Regions from separate parts of the Mus musculus genome. Here all the other regions are linked to region 3. Evidence: chromatin contacts called from public HiChIP or PLAC-seq and promoter capture Hi-C data. All regions are on one chromosome and are shown on one strand. Each heading gives the region's core, a stretch centred on a gene start, on an enhancer-like site or on the middle of the called end of the contact. The rest is flanking DNA. Distances are from core to core; before and after follow the strand shown. Region 1 has its middle 15 kb from the start of Tifab. Region 2 has its middle 68 kb from the start of Gm31485. Region 3 holds the start of Pcbd2 (pterin 4 alpha carbinolamine dehydratase/dimerization cofactor of hepatocyte nuclear factor 1 alpha (TCF1) 2). Region 4 has its middle 50 kb from the start of Gm31485.

What was found. Promoter capture Hi-C pulls out the DNA fragments that hold promoters and counts their contacts. HiChIP or PLAC-seq counts read pairs in DNA pulled down with a chosen protein or histone mark.
Region 1: an H3K27ac HiChIP or PLAC-seq map of embryonic stem cells shows a contact between it and region 3, with 8 read pairs. The contact joins the enhancer-like site here to the promoter of Pcbd2 in region 3. A contact is called at or near these places in 2 of 115 datasets of contacts at active chromatin or transcription factors (both in embryonic stem cells).
Region 2: a promoter capture Hi-C map of cranial neural crest shows a contact between it and region 3. The contact joins the enhancer-like site here to the promoter of Pcbd2 in region 3. A contact is called at or near these places in 3 of 39 promoter capture datasets (cranial neural crest, hippocampal neurons and maxillary cranial neural crest), 3 of 484 Hi-C or Micro-C datasets (the N1E-115 cell line, myocytes and nephron progenitors) and 2 of 9 other capture datasets (adipose tissue and embryonic stem cells).
Region 4: a promoter capture Hi-C map of frontonasal cranial neural crest shows a contact between it and region 3, with 4 times the contacts expected there. The contact joins the enhancer-like site here to the promoter of Pcbd2 in region 3. A contact is called at or near these places in 12 of 39 promoter capture datasets (the 3T3-L1 cell line, cranial neural crest, embryonic stem cells and 6 more), 10 of 484 Hi-C or Micro-C datasets (the N1E-115 cell line, adipose-derived mesenchymal stem cells, cerebellum and 6 more), 8 of 115 datasets of contacts at active chromatin or transcription factors (astrocytes, embryonic forebrain, embryonic hindbrain and 5 more) and 1 of 9 other capture datasets (embryonic stem cells).

The regions. Positions count from the first base shown.
Region 1 is chr13:56,192,640-56,195,829 of GRCm38.p6, forward strand. It overlaps a transcript of Gm31657 not described here. Among named protein-coding and RNA genes, the nearest start is that of Tifab, 15 kb to the left of the region's middle. Within about 2 kb of position 1,777, at least 15 of the 459 cell types and tissues checked have an H3K27ac peak or open chromatin away from gene starts, as enhancers often do. A contact at or near this core is called in embryonic stem cells, where this site is marked.
Region 2 is chr13:56,050,966-56,054,250 of GRCm38.p6, forward strand. No RefSeq gene overlaps it. Among named protein-coding and RNA genes, the nearest start is that of Gm31485, 68 kb to the right of the region's middle. Within about 2 kb of position 1,941, at least 23 of the 459 cell types and tissues checked have an H3K27ac peak or open chromatin away from gene starts, as enhancers often do.
Region 3 is chr13:55,724,977-55,728,624 of GRCm38.p6, forward strand. It overlaps Pcbd2 (pterin 4 alpha carbinolamine dehydratase/dimerization cofactor of hepatocyte nuclear factor 1 alpha (TCF1) 2), which reads left to right and starts at 2,392. Exons shown (of 4, transcript NM_028281.1): 1 at 2,392-2,498. The coding sequence starts at 2,397. Txndc15 (thioredoxin domain containing 15) reads left to right here. Exons shown (of 5, transcript NM_175150.3): 5 at 691-1,251. The coding sequence ends at 887.
Region 4 is chr13:56,069,603-56,073,294 of GRCm38.p6, forward strand. No RefSeq gene overlaps it. Among named protein-coding and RNA genes, the nearest start is that of Gm31485, 50 kb to the right of the region's middle. Within about 2 kb of position 2,174, at least 4 of the 459 cell types and tissues checked have an H3K27ac peak or open chromatin away from gene starts, as enhancers often do.

The sequences.
Region 1 (3,190 bases), core at 527-3,026, 470 kb after region 3:
CCAATCTTCTTCCTGGGGAATTGAAAATTTTAATTCCTGAGGTTTCTGGACTTCTCAAATCTATTAGTTGCATATAGAGTGAAACATATTTTTTTACTTATTATTTGACTTCTTTCTATCCTATTTATCTTCTGCTATTTATCTTTCTGAATTTCATAGGAAATTCCTTCATTTGGTAGCCCAATGTATACTCCTCGAGGGCCTATTATGTGCTGAACGCATTGTATGTTCCTGTGGATACAATAGGAAACTCGTGAACCACTGAATTTGTGTCTGGTCATGTTCCTGTGTCTGCTGTTACAAACAGCTGCAAACTAAACTACAGTCCTAGAAGCCAGAACTCAGCATCTCAGGTTGAAACCAAAGTGTCAGCAGAGTTATATGCCCAACTCATGCCTCTTTCAACTGAGAGAGGTTTCTGGCATTTCTTGGCTTGTAGGCATACCAATCTTCAAGCCTTCTACCTCATCAGCTCTCTGCTGATCTTCACACAACCTTTTCCATGTATGTGAGATGTCTTTTCAAATTCCCATCTTAGTAATGCCCATGGATACCTTTAGTTTCCAAACAGCTGATCAAGGATCACCTCCATATGGTTTGAACACCTCGTTTGCCATCGGTAGCAGTTCTTGCTTCCTGATGAGGGATGTCTTTGGGACCATCAGTCAGCCTGGCACTGTAAGGAAGTCATCCTTCCAGAAGCCTGCTATCTTAAGAGTTTCTACTGCTGTGGTAAAACATGAACACCATGACGAAAAGCGACCGGGGAGAAGGCATTTACTTCAGCTTGTAACTCTCAGGCTGTATTCCACCAATGAGGGAAGGCAAGGTGCTACGCTCTCCGGTCGAGTCAACTGGACAAGCCGAAAGGCTTAAAAGTCACTCATGAGGCAAAAGAGTTTCAAGGAAGCTCTCCTCCTGGAGTCTAGTGTTCTCTACCCATATATTAATTTTTCATTCCCGAGTTCCATTACCGCGCTAGTCTAGAGTATGGATCCATGTGCTCTCTTTCAGTATTTTCCTATTATAAGTGCTTTTTAAAATTGAATTTTGACATGGCTTAAGCCTTCCGCCAGTGTTCCAACAGTCCAAGGGCATCCTTGACCAAGATCAAGGGTTTAGAATTCAGCAAGATTGTAAAAGCTAAGTCACTCCCTTACACAGGAATTTACCATCACTTAAAAAGAAGGAAGTTTCAGACCAAAGGAGAAACCAGAATAGATACTATAGCAGAGTTACACCCATACACACCTATTTACAATGGCCTAAGGGGAAGGTGGACAAGAGACTAAAATAGGAACTGTGGCAAGGACGCGAAGCCCTTGACCCTGGCTTCTAAGATTAGTGAATTTTAGGTGGAGCCCTTGTTGATCCCAGCTGTTATCAATGTATTCTATCCTGGGTGGTTCCCGTTAGACCTTTTGTGTTTACATTCCTCTGTTTTATGTAAGATTCCGGTTACCTCAATTGTACCGTTCGAATATGTCACCCAACTTCCTTATTGTCCTCTGCATAAAAAGTCTGATGTTCGAGTTGTAAAATTACATTCAGATTCCACACAAACTCTCCTGCGTGTGTGTCTGTCTGTCATTCATCCACGCTTTGCCCACCCGCGTCGAGAGACCCCGTTCCACGCAGACACAGGGACCCAGAAGGTCTGCGGCAGCAAGGCAGGACATGATGTAGAAATCATGAGAGAACGCGCTTACTGGCTTGCTCAGCTTGCTTGCTTATACCACCCAGGACCAGCTGCTCTGGAGTGGCATCACCCACAGTAGGTTGGCTCACCTGCCCCACGTCAGTCACTAATTTAAAAAGTGCCCAGCAGGCTTGCCTACAGGCTGATCTTGTGGAGTGTTTTCTCAGTTGTGATTTCCCTCTTCTGACATGACTCTAGCTTATGTCAAGTCAACAAACAAACAAATGAACAACAATAGCAAAACAACCAGGATACCTTCATTCTAGAGCCCGGACTTTGGGGAAGAACCAAAGAGCATATGAACCAGCAGCTGGAGCCAGGCAAACGGTGTGTCAAATGCCCCCCGGGAGCTTATGCAATAGCTGAATGGTGTGTGGCACCAAGGGTGGATGCCTGAGTAGCAGCTCCAGTCCTCCAGGGCTCTGCCTGTCAGCGAAGGGACAGCAGAGACCAAAGGCTGCAAAGCCAAGTGGGGACTGAAAATCCGTGCCTGGCCATTTATGCTACACCGGAGCATTGGAGTCTACCCCACACAATAGGGACTGCTGGGGCTCTGAGGATAATGAGGGGTGGGAGCTTTGGGGGTTGTAGTTGAGGTGGGGGGGTGTCTAATAGAAGTCCCTTACTCAGAGTGTGGAGAAGTCTGCATGATATGGGGAGGAGGCACTCTTCTTGTACCATATCCTGGACATTGGCCTTGCTGGTCCTGTCTGTCTCTCCCATTCTGCAGCTGTGCCACTGAGCCCCTGATATTCATGTTTGTGACAGTGACCTTTGGATTTTAGGTATCAAGAAGATTCTGGGGCAGTGTTGCCTGCTTGGAATTTTAAGAAGCCAGGTACCTGGGTTCAAATCTGAATTCAGATATTTCTTATGTTGACCCAGAGGGGTCCTATATGTGGCCTTCCTGTTTTTGTTTTTATAGACAGTGTTGATATTGTGAAGAGTCAAAGGCTTAAAACGGGCAAAGGTCTTAGAGAAAGATCTCAGACAAGAAAATATGAAATAAAATACTGGCATTTGACTGCAGTTTCTGTTGGAGATATCTTTGAGAAAAGGACTGGTCTCTATTTTTTGAAGGGAGGGAGAGTAACTGATGGGACAACTTGACTTTATGTAGAAAAAGCCAAGGTGTCTGGTTGCCCACTGTCTTAATTAGGGTTTTACCGCCGTGAACGGACACCATGACCAAGGCAACTCTTATAAGGTCCACATTTAATTGGGGCTGGCTTATAGGTTCAGAGGTTCAGTCCATTATCATCAAGGCAGGAACATGGCAGCATCCAGGCAGGCATGGTGTAGGAGGAGCTGAGAGTTCTACATCTTCATCTGAAGGCTGCTAGCAGAAGACTGACTTTTAGGAAGCTAGAATGAGGGTCTTAGAGCCCATGCCCACAGTGATACACCCACTCCAACAAGGCCACATCTACTCCAACAGGGCTATACCTACTTCAATAAGGCTACATCCACTCCAATAAGGCCACACGTCCT
Region 2 (3,285 bases), core at 691-3,190, 330 kb after region 3:
GTGTTTATCAAGATTCAACAAAAGCTGAAGTCAAAGCTGGAATGTTTCGCTTTACATTTGTAAGACAATTGCACCAACCAAGACCTTTGCAGCCTTTGGTTTCAGCACGTTATTAGGGGGAATATATAATGTGGGATTCTCCCTTTAGATATGCTGAATTAAGAACTGGGATCATAAGCCAGTTTTGAAAAGCCTCTATGAACCGGGCGTGGTGGTACACACCTTTAATCCCAGCATTTGGGAGGCAGAGGCAGGCAGATTTCTGAGTTCGAGGCTAGCCTGGTCTACAAAGTGAGATCCAGGACAGCCAGGGCTATACAGAGAAACCCTGTCTCGAAAAACCAATTTTTTTAAAGTTAAAAAAAAAATTTAATTTTACTTTTTGTGTTCTCTCTCTCTCTCTCTCTCTCTCTCTCTCTCCCCACTCCAGTGTGTGTGTGTGTGTGTGTGTGTGTGTGTGTGTGTGTGTGTGTGTGTATGCATGCAAGTGGCACATATACTTGATTCCCACAGAGGCCAGAAGAGAGTGTGGATCTGTTGGGACTGCAGTTACAGATGGTTGTGAGCCATGTGGGAGCTGGGAATCAAAACTGGGTCCTCTAGAAGAGCAGCCAGCACTCTTAACCTCTGAGCCTTGTCTCTAGCCCCGAATTCTCTTTCTTTTTAAAAGTGAGAGATAGAGCATTCACGGAGCTTTATGGCTCCTTCCACTTTAACAAGAACTTTGCACCGTCCCATCGATTTTTTTCCATGTGGTTCTCCCCGTATTGAACAGTTACTGTGAGACAGAAGATTGGAAAAGCAAGAGAGTCATCCTTCCATTTTCTGGAAGTAAGACCAGGGCTTAGGTTTCATCCGGGCCCAGTAGGCTCCTTGCTTATCTGTCTGTTTATTGCACCTGCGGGAAACCTGAAGCTTATTTAGATAATATCCATGGAAGTTTTAAAAAAATCCCTGCTATCTTAATCTAGTAATAGTCATTTTAAAAATTATTTTGTTCTATCTACATAATAGATTCACTGGCCTACTTTGGGGAGGAGGGTGGCTCAGATATGCTGTTTTCTGAAATGGACACTTGCAGAAGGGAAGGGACAGATGTTTATGGCATGCTGGGGACAGGCTCAGTTGTCTTGTTTTGGTTTACAGCCTGCACCTGGCAGCTCCTTCAGCCTTACCCCGAAACTGAGGTCAGATAGAGGAAGCCTCATGGATTTTTTCAGTGGTTAAACCAAACCAAACCAAAACAAAACAAAACAAAAAAACTGGGATTGCAGCTTGGGGTCCTCCTGACCCTAGGGTGTTTCTGCTGCACATCTCTGAAGATGCACTATAATCCAGAGGCAAGCGAGAACGTAGCCTTGTCTCTTAGACCCGAGATGGCGTCCAGCCTGCCTGTGACTGTGGCATATGAGTATCTGATGAGCATACTGGAAACCCCCACGCCCCATCCAACATGCCGGTAGGATAGCTTTCAGAAGTCCTGGAGTCTCTGGGGGAATCTGCCCCTGCCCAGACACACACATTTTGCAAACTAGATACCTCCCATGCCACCAGAAAGACCCCATGATTTTCTCGTGAAAAGTCCGGCAGAAAGTTCCCAGGGTGTGAAGAGCTTGTGTTACCATCTTCTACGAAGTGTATTTTACACTGGATTGAATTTCCCTGCTTTATGTAGGCGTCAGCACAGAGCACAAAAAATTACCACTTCGAGTAATGAATAGGAAGAACACGTTGGTTTTTTTCCTTAAACACAAGGGTCAGGCAGCAACCCCAGGCAGGTGTGGTACTTTGCCGGGCTCTATCCATGTGTCCGAAGGCTCCTGATGGGGCAGGGAGGTTAGGGCTGAGTGAGGCATTTGTGAGGCAGGGCAATGGCTTTTGTGTGCGTTTGAGGCTGGGGGAGGTTCACGGCCAGGTCACAGCGCCAGCATTCTTCCCTGGGACACGCAGCACTGAGACCCGAGCTGGAGCAGCCGGGGCAGGGCAGGGGTGTGCAGGGCTCTGAAGGCAGGCCTGCAGCTGCCGTGTTTGGTTTCCCCTTGGTCCCGGGGATTTAGATAAAAGGGTTGCTTTTATTGATTGAGGGGACTGGGGGAGGGAGAGGCCTCTGGAATCAGCCTTCGCCTTTTTGTTTTTCTAAGCAAACATTTATTGAGCATTTACTGTGTGCCAGGCGCCCTGCCAAGTGCTTTTTATGCATTATCAAGTTTAATCCTCACGACAGGCCCACTGTTTCTCAGGCTCTTTTCAAGTCAGTGAACTAAAATCTCAGAAAGGTTAAGTATCCTACCCAAGGCCACACAGCATATAAATGGTACAGAAAGTGGAACCACAAGCTCTCTCCCTCTCCTCCTCTCCCCCTCTCCCTTCTCCTCCTTCCCCTTCTCCCCCCTCCCTCTCCTCCTTCCTCTGCCCCTTCCCCTTTCTCTTGGATGGACGGTTCCATTCTTTCTGCCCCAACCCTAGTCTACCTGCTACCCTGTCACCACAGTGGTCTGAGAACTCAGCCATGTGTCATCTGATATGATAATCTTTAAACTGTTCCTGTGTCTTCTGAGTTGAGTCAGTGGGTAGCAGCCAGTGATCAAAGTTTGTCCCACTGCTATGCAGGGGGCTCGGATATGCAACTACCTTCCATGGCAACACCTGCCTCTTTGCCTCCTCTGCCCTCAGCTACTGCCTAGCTCTTCTCTGCCGCCTCTCCCTCCCCCACCTCATGAGATGGGACGGTTTCAGGCCCTCCCCCATTGGATTGATCCCCATCCTTAAGGGTATGCCTGGCCCAGTTGGTATTCCTTGTCCTCTTGTAAAGATACATGAAGAAGCTGGCCATTGGCTAGAGATGAAGTCTCTGCCTATGCACTCTGGAGCCCAAGCAAGCTGAGGTGACAGAAGACCCAGACAACTACAGCCTGAGAGATGAAGTGGGCTAGATCCTGAGTGGAGAGTCTGGATCATGCTCACCCTGGTCAGTCCTGCAGAGAGAGGTTCTGGGGTGCCGAATGGGATGTTAGAATCACATCACACATAAGCAAACAGGTCATTGTGGCATGACAGGTGATACTCTGGCCAATGAGAAGCCACCAGGACAAGGATTATCCAATTTGAGATCACAGAGACAGAAACACATTTGATGCCACTCGCCGAAATGAATTAGGGCCCTGGCTGGGTGTTCAGGCTGCAGAAACTCTCAGAGGTATTAGGGGAGATCACAGCTACCCACTCTAGTTAATGAGCTGACAGTGCTGTCATGGAAACCCCTCAGGTGCATCCTAGAGGGAGAGC
Region 3 (3,648 bases), core at 1,142-3,641:
CTGGGAAACTCCTCTTTCTCACAGCTGTCTAGCCGTGACTTCCAGCCTCCCTCTTCCCCCTGAGGGGCACTTACTAGAAATGAGTGCAGATTGGAACGCTCCTCAGGGCATGGTGTTCTCATTTCTTTCTGACACCAAAGAGCAAAGACTCTCCTTATTTCAGGTTATCTCAGAGTAACTGAGTGCCTTAGGGTTGCTGGGAATTCTGAGCCTCATGCTGGGCCCTGATTCACCAGTCCACTGGGAGAGAAAGCCATTGTGTTTGGTGATTGCAGAGGAGTTCTAGGTGCCTGGCATCTTTGATCACTGTCCAGTGGTGGGTAACTGTCTTCCATGAACTCATTTAAAGGCATCTTGATAACCTGTGGGAACTTCTGAGAGTAGCTTTATTTTGTTGAACTTTGGTCTTAAGAGAACAGAAGGTGACTCTTAAGAGTACATTGACCAGAAAAGCTCCAAGGAGTCAGAAATTCTAGAGTTTTAGCTTTGAAAGGCTGGAAGGATTCCCGATCCTTTGATGTGGTGGGAGGAAAGAAAATCACACTGACACACAAGTGAAATCCTTCCAAGATATGCTTGAGATGGTGTTTATTTTAGGGTCGCTTGTCATTTTGCATGCCGTGCATCATACTTCAGACAAGCCTCAGATGTGTTTTCTTTCTGATTTGAAACAATTAATTTCTCTTTCAGGTATAGAAGCCAAGAAAAATGTGGTGGTAACGCAGGCTGACCAGATGGGCCCTCTCCCCAGCACTTTGATAAAGACTGTGGATTGGTTGCTGGTGTTTTCCTTGTTCTTTTTAATTAGTTTCATTATGTATGCTACCATCCGCACTGAGAGTATTCGGTGGCTGATTCCAGGACAAGAACAGGAACACGCAGAGTAAAGACAGAACTGAACTGGAACAAGAGGGGTCTCAGCCCCTCCTTTGTGGACTTAGCATTACAGTCGCTAAATGTGTGGACTTGCAACGGAAATCAGATTCAAGAATCATGTTCTTGTTGGACTACTGAAAAGCTGAAAAGATTTCATATAAATGTGTTTTTCCTATGACAACTAGCAGGTACAAAAATGTCCACTAGAATTGACTGTTGTTGCTTTTTAATACTTGAACATAATGAATTTCTTTTCTAGTGTCGTCAAACAGGAAAGTGTTGTCTCAGAAGAGGAGCTAAGATGGGAAGTATGGGCTAGGACGGGAAGTGCAGGTCTACTACAGGACCAGGTGAAAAATAAAGTCACTGAAACAATTCAAAGTGGTTTCGCTTGTTTCTGGGAATGGCAGACTTTAGGAGAAACTCCTAATTCTAATTAAAACATGTTAATTCTGTGCTAGAGCACAGACATTGCCCAGTCATATACTAGCACACAGCTAGATTGAGATCCAAAGGAAGTTAAGAACCCTGTCCTTGCCTGGAGGTTGAGTCTGGTCTAGTTTAGGACACAGCAAAGAGATGACATGGGCCGCTGAGATGGCTTAGCAGATAAAGGTGCTTGTCACCAAGTGTGAAGATCTGAGTTCGATCCCTGTGTTCCACACGGTGGGAGGAGAGAACTGGCAAATTGGTAATATTAATGTGCTAATTTAGAAAAACTAACAGGATAGTGCATGGTGACACGTCCAAAATCCCCAGCTTCTGGGAGGTGGAGATGGATGTTCCAGGCCAGCCTCTGCAACTCTACCTGGCTTCATGAAACTGTCTCAGGAAAGGAATACAACAAAGTTACCTAGTAAAAAAACCAAAATGAGGGGGCTGGAGAGATGATTCAGTGGTTAAGAGCACTGACTGCTGAGTTCAAGTCCCAGCAACCACATGGTGGCTGGCTCAAAACCATTTGTCATAAGATCTGACGCCCTCTTCTGGTGTGTCTGAAGATAGCTACAGTGTACTTACATATAATAAATAAATAAATCTTTAAAAAAAAAAAAAAAAACAAACCCAAAACCAAAAAGATACAAATCGAGCTAAAAGCTGCAACATTTTACTCAAAACTCAGCACTAAGTTAAGCCCCGCCCCTACCCCCCCCACCCAGCATGGGTTTTAAAATGAATTTTATTGTCAGTTACATCGCAAGAAAAAAAATGACAAAAGAATAATAAAGATCAATATACACACATAGGACCTGCATGTAAGGGAACAGAGTTGTCTCCACCCGTCCTGGGTGGGTAATGCACTTGTGCATGCAGCATGGTCGAGCTGCAGAGAGGAGCGAGCTCAGCGCGGCGTTCCGGGTCGCGGCAGCCGGGTCTTTAAGCCCTGAGCACAGCAGCGGTGGCCCGGCGCGCAGAGGGCGCTCGGTCTGCAAAGAGTTCCCGCGGGCGCGGCGGCCATCCCCTTCGGGGGCCTTCGGTGCCTGCGCCGCGTCAGGCAGCACGCCGGGCAGCCCGGGACCATGGTGGCGGCAGCGGCGGTGGCTGTAGCGGCGGTGGGAGCGCGTAGCGCGGGGCGGTGGCTGGCGGCGCTGCGCAGCCCGGGCGCGAGCAGGGCGGCCATGGTGAGTGCGGCCCGGGCGAGCCACCGGGCCTTCGTTCCTTCTGCTGCGTGGGGGCGACTGCGCGCGCAGACCCGCAGCTCACACGCCATAGCCCCCGCGCGGGGGAGGACGAGGCTGGGAGACATCCGTGAGTTCGAGACCAGCCAGGGCTCCGTAGTGGACCCTGCCTCAAACAAAACAGAACACCCAGACAGCTTCTGCCGTAGTTTTTGAGCGTGCTCACCGGAAACATTATCGTGGGAAAAAACAAATCCAAATGTGACGTTTAGTTGCGAAGCCATTCTGTGGGCTGCGAGCAGTCCTGGGGTGACCAGGACCTAAGTGACCAGCTAACCGTGTTGTTCTTGGTCAGGGGGCTTTAGAAGAGTTAGTAACCCCTCCACGCCCTTTTCCCGTTTTTGAAGGGCACATCGATTTTTTTTTCCCTCACCACTTTTAAAGAGGACATTTCGTTTTCTTACTCTGTCAGATTTTAGAATTTTGCCTGTGCGTTGCGGCTTGTAATTCTTACATCTGGCGAGGCTGAGGCAGGAGGATTACGGCGCAGCCGGCGAGGAGTGCTGGGAGACCGTCTGAGGTGTACTTTGAGAGTGTGAGGGGTAGAGGGGAGAGAGAGTTAGCCGAGGGTAAGTTTTTTTTAACACGCAGCTCCATCTAGTGGAAAATGCAGCATGAAACTCACCGTTTCCTTTACGGGCGCTCACTAGAGCCTATTTGACAACGTTTTTATGAAGAACTCGTAGACATAATTTATTTTCCTGTAAAATTTCTATAATGAATTTCCCCAAATAAATATTTTTCTTATATTACACAGTAGAATTGTTGAAGTCAGAAAATTATGCTGATAACGTCCATTGTTTTTGACTAATGACTTTAGAGATTTTTTTGTTTCCTGGTGTAATCCAGGACTAGTCATTGCATTTGGTTAACATTTTAAAAATTAATTTAATTAAAATAATTTTCATACAGATGTATTCAGGTACACTAAACTCTGCTCCCTTTCCTACCTGATTCTTTTCTTCCAATAAAAGAAGGAATGACATTTCATTTTGCTTTGTTTTTAATGGATGAGTTTCTTGTAGCTAAGGCCGACCTTGAACTCAGATACATTCCTGCTTCCACCTCCCAAGTCCTGAGAACACAAGCCTGT
Region 4 (3,692 bases), core at 924-3,423, 340 kb after region 3:
TGGTGATTTGCATGTCCCTCAATTCTGTCCTTGACCAAACGGAGAGCTCTGGGGCTCCGCGTGCATGTTCACACACACACACACACACACACACACACACACACACACGGCCATAGGATGGAGTTACTGGCATGGCTGTAGCGGAGGCATCTTCCGAGGAGGGAAGTTTCTGCAACAGTTCCAGAGTCTGACAGTACAGCACCTGCTGGGTTGGTTTCCAGGGGTCAGGGAGAGGCCAGTCTGTTTACATGCCTTAGCCGGGAGTGCAGGGGATGTCAGGGCCCTGGGATTAATGAGCAGTATATTGCCTCACCTGTTGGGAGGGTCATGTGATATGATTTTGATATGAGGGAGCCCCAGAAGCAAACATGACAGGTCAAGTTCTAAACAGAAGAAAAGCCCAAGAAAAGATGGCCTCTCCCCTTGCCATTGAATGTGTCTCTTTCTTCTCATTGAGGGATGGGCGCCAGGCTCTCCCCTGCCTCAGAACCTTCAGGCAAATCGCCCGCCGCCCCCCCTCCAGCCTCCCCCTCATCCCTGCAAGGAGGCCCCAAAGCCAGCTTCTAAGATAAAGTTCGACATTGGTGCCTTGGGGAAAATTAAACATCATGGTTGCTAATGAGACTACAGGCCAGGCTTTGCCCTCAGGACCACAGGGTGATCACCAAGCAGCCCAAATGACAAACAAGAAATGGACAAGCTTGCTGGGGCCTCACCTTTTGAGGAAGGCTGAGCAGACAGCCTAGAAGCCCTGGGAGCCAGCGCTGTCAGCTTTGGGTGAAGTGGGAGATTGTTGCTCATGGAATTCTACACACACACACACAAACACAAACACACACACACACCCGCTTTAGCATATAAGCTAATCTGTCTGTCAGGGCTGGCTGCAATATGCACCTGACCCTGAATGGAAAATAAGTTTGTCAAATGCTGGGGGTGGGGTGCAGAAGGCGGGAAGGGGTGGCCGTCATGAGTGGGGGTAGGGGCGAGGCCTGGGTCATCAGCAGAAGGGCCCAGGGTGCCCCCAGCCTGGAGTCGAGGGGGCTCTCTGTCCATGCTCCATTTGTCACCCACCTTGTCTAAGAAGATCCCGACCTTCCCTACCAAGTCTAGCGCTAGGTTACATGTTCTAAGAAGCCCTCTAGAGCCTCCCACACCAGGAAGCAAACTCACTTCTGCAAGCCATTGCTGGACAGAGGCACTGCCTGGCCTGTCTATGTGACAAGCCAACCATCAGAGGCCTCTGTCACGGGAAACATTTGTAAAATTCATGTCAAGCTTGCCCAGACACACATTTCTAACATGTGGGTGTGTTGTTGCCTGCCTGCATTTGTGTCTGCATCATGTGTGTGTGTGTGGTACCCAGAGAGGCCAGGAGGGTGTTGGATCCCCTGGAACTGGAGTTACGGACAGTTAAGCTACCATATTGGGTACTGGGAATGAAACCTGGGTCTTCTGGAAGAATCTCTCTTAGTCAATGAACACCTCTCCAGTTCCTTCAGTATATACATTTTGATTCTTTCATACACTGAGTTGTTTATGGTCCCCAGGCTGATCACCCAGGCCCTGCCAGTGGACAGACAAGGGCGGTGCAAAATACTGGACTGATACCAAAGGGAAGTACATCCTGGGAAAGCTCTGGTTGTACAGTCATGTGGAGCTGGGTTCGAATCCTAGCTCCCCTTAGAGCCATGTGGTCTTGTAGGAGTGTGCGTCAACTGTTTCCCTACATGTAAAGACCGTTACCATCCTCCTAGGCTTGCCATGAGAAGCAGGGGGAAGGATGTGGGTGTGTGTGTGTGTGAGGGGGATACTTGCAGCTGCTGTTGCTAACTCAGTCCCAGTTGGAGCTGTGGTCTCTGTGACATCCCAAAGGCCATTTGAAGGCTCATGGAAGAAGCTATTAAGAAAACCATGGACTTACTCAGGGTGGAGCCCTGCTGCTCAGAGCACGGGTTGCTCTTCAGAAACAGGTCAGGGGAGGAGAGGAGATGGCTTGGCACTTGCTGCGGAAATGTCAGGACTCGAGTTCAAACTCTTAGCATCCACAAAAAAAAATTAAATGGAAAAAAAAAAAAAGAAAAAGAAAAAAAAAAGGGCAGGTGTGGCTTCATGAGGCTATGCCATTAGCCCTGTGGCAGGGCAGACAGATCATGCTGGCTTGTTGGCAGCCGGCCTAGCTCCAGGGCTAGAGGCTGTCGTTCCATAGATCAGGGCACACATGTGCACGTATACCACGCTCATACCAAACAAACAAACAAACAAACGAGAAAGTGTTTCCTAAGTGTCTGGGGCCACTGTAGAATCCAAGGGTATGCGGCCTTGGATTCTGGATAGAGATGGGGACTCTGTTCTGTGGTATTTGCTGTCACTAACCCAGCAGCTTGTGGCTGCGGGAGGACACTGGCATGTGTCCCCTCACAGCACTTGGTGTGGACGTTTTACTAACTCAAGCGTGGTCTTCCGAGTGGAGACATACGCATGCTTTGAGAGGTTCCCTGCAGGTGCAATCCTAGCAACCACCGTGCACTGGATGGTCAACGTTTAGAACCATTTAGGTGATTTTTGGAAACCGCAAGAATTGCAACAAATTCTTTTGTGCTGTTGCCAAGAAAGAGCAGAAACTGGCTGCCCCTTTTTCCCCAGTCCCTTCCCAATCCTTTGGGCGACATCTAGTGGAGGGTCTTCAAAAACTCTACCAGTTGCTTGACTGGAATTGTTTCAAAGGTGGAGGAACACAAGTCATTTAAACCTGGACTCCTCCTACACACTTAATAGGTGCCTTGGGATGTCTCATTCTCCGAGTTAGAACTGCCACCAAGGCCAGGTGGGCTGTCAGAGTGATCAGTGACAGGGTCTGTCCACAGGTGGCAGCATCTTGTCACTAGACAGCTGGCTCACAGCTAACAATGGGCCCTGCTTTTTTATGTGATGGAAAGGAAGCACGTGCATCGTTGCCTATGAAGTACTCACTACTGTGCCTGGCACACAGCACATGTCCAAACCACCAGCAAACAGTAGTGTCTACTCTGCCCTTGTGTGTGTGTGTGTGTTGGGGGGGGGGGGGGAATGCTACATGTGAGAGCCGTGCTCTAGGGTATTGGGTACACTCCTTAGGAAAGTCTGAGCCCTGTTTTAAGGTGCGCCCTCTTGGAGGAATCAATGCCAAATGAAGCCCCTAGGAGGCAATTTAAACCTAGCGCTGCTCTGGTTAAGAAAGGGTTCTGGAGCCAGAAGCTAGGAAAGTGTCACTCAGGTCTGAGTTGGAGGTGGTTGTGGCTACTGCTAAGACTGAGTCCTGACCTGGCCGGACTTCGTCAGACTTCCTGTGGAAAGGAAATCTGTTTGTTTTTTGAGACACGGTTTGTGTGGCCCTGGCTGGCTTTTATATCACAGGGCTCCACCAGCCCTTGCCTCCAAGTTTCGATTAAAGGCATGTACCACCAGAGCTGGCATAGAAGAGATGCTGTACATAGGTCCATGCTCTGGAGTGCGCTTCGTCCTCCTCCCTGGTTCTACCTACCCTTCTAGACAGACACCTGCCAAGGACATACGAGAAGGCTTCTGTGCTTTCAGGCAAATCTAGATGATTATCACGAGTGCCCTTGACCTCGGCAGTGACAGAGTATCTTTGGGGACCCTCTTGCTAGGGACCTTACTGTAGGGGGGGGGGGGCTAGCAAATGCAGACAA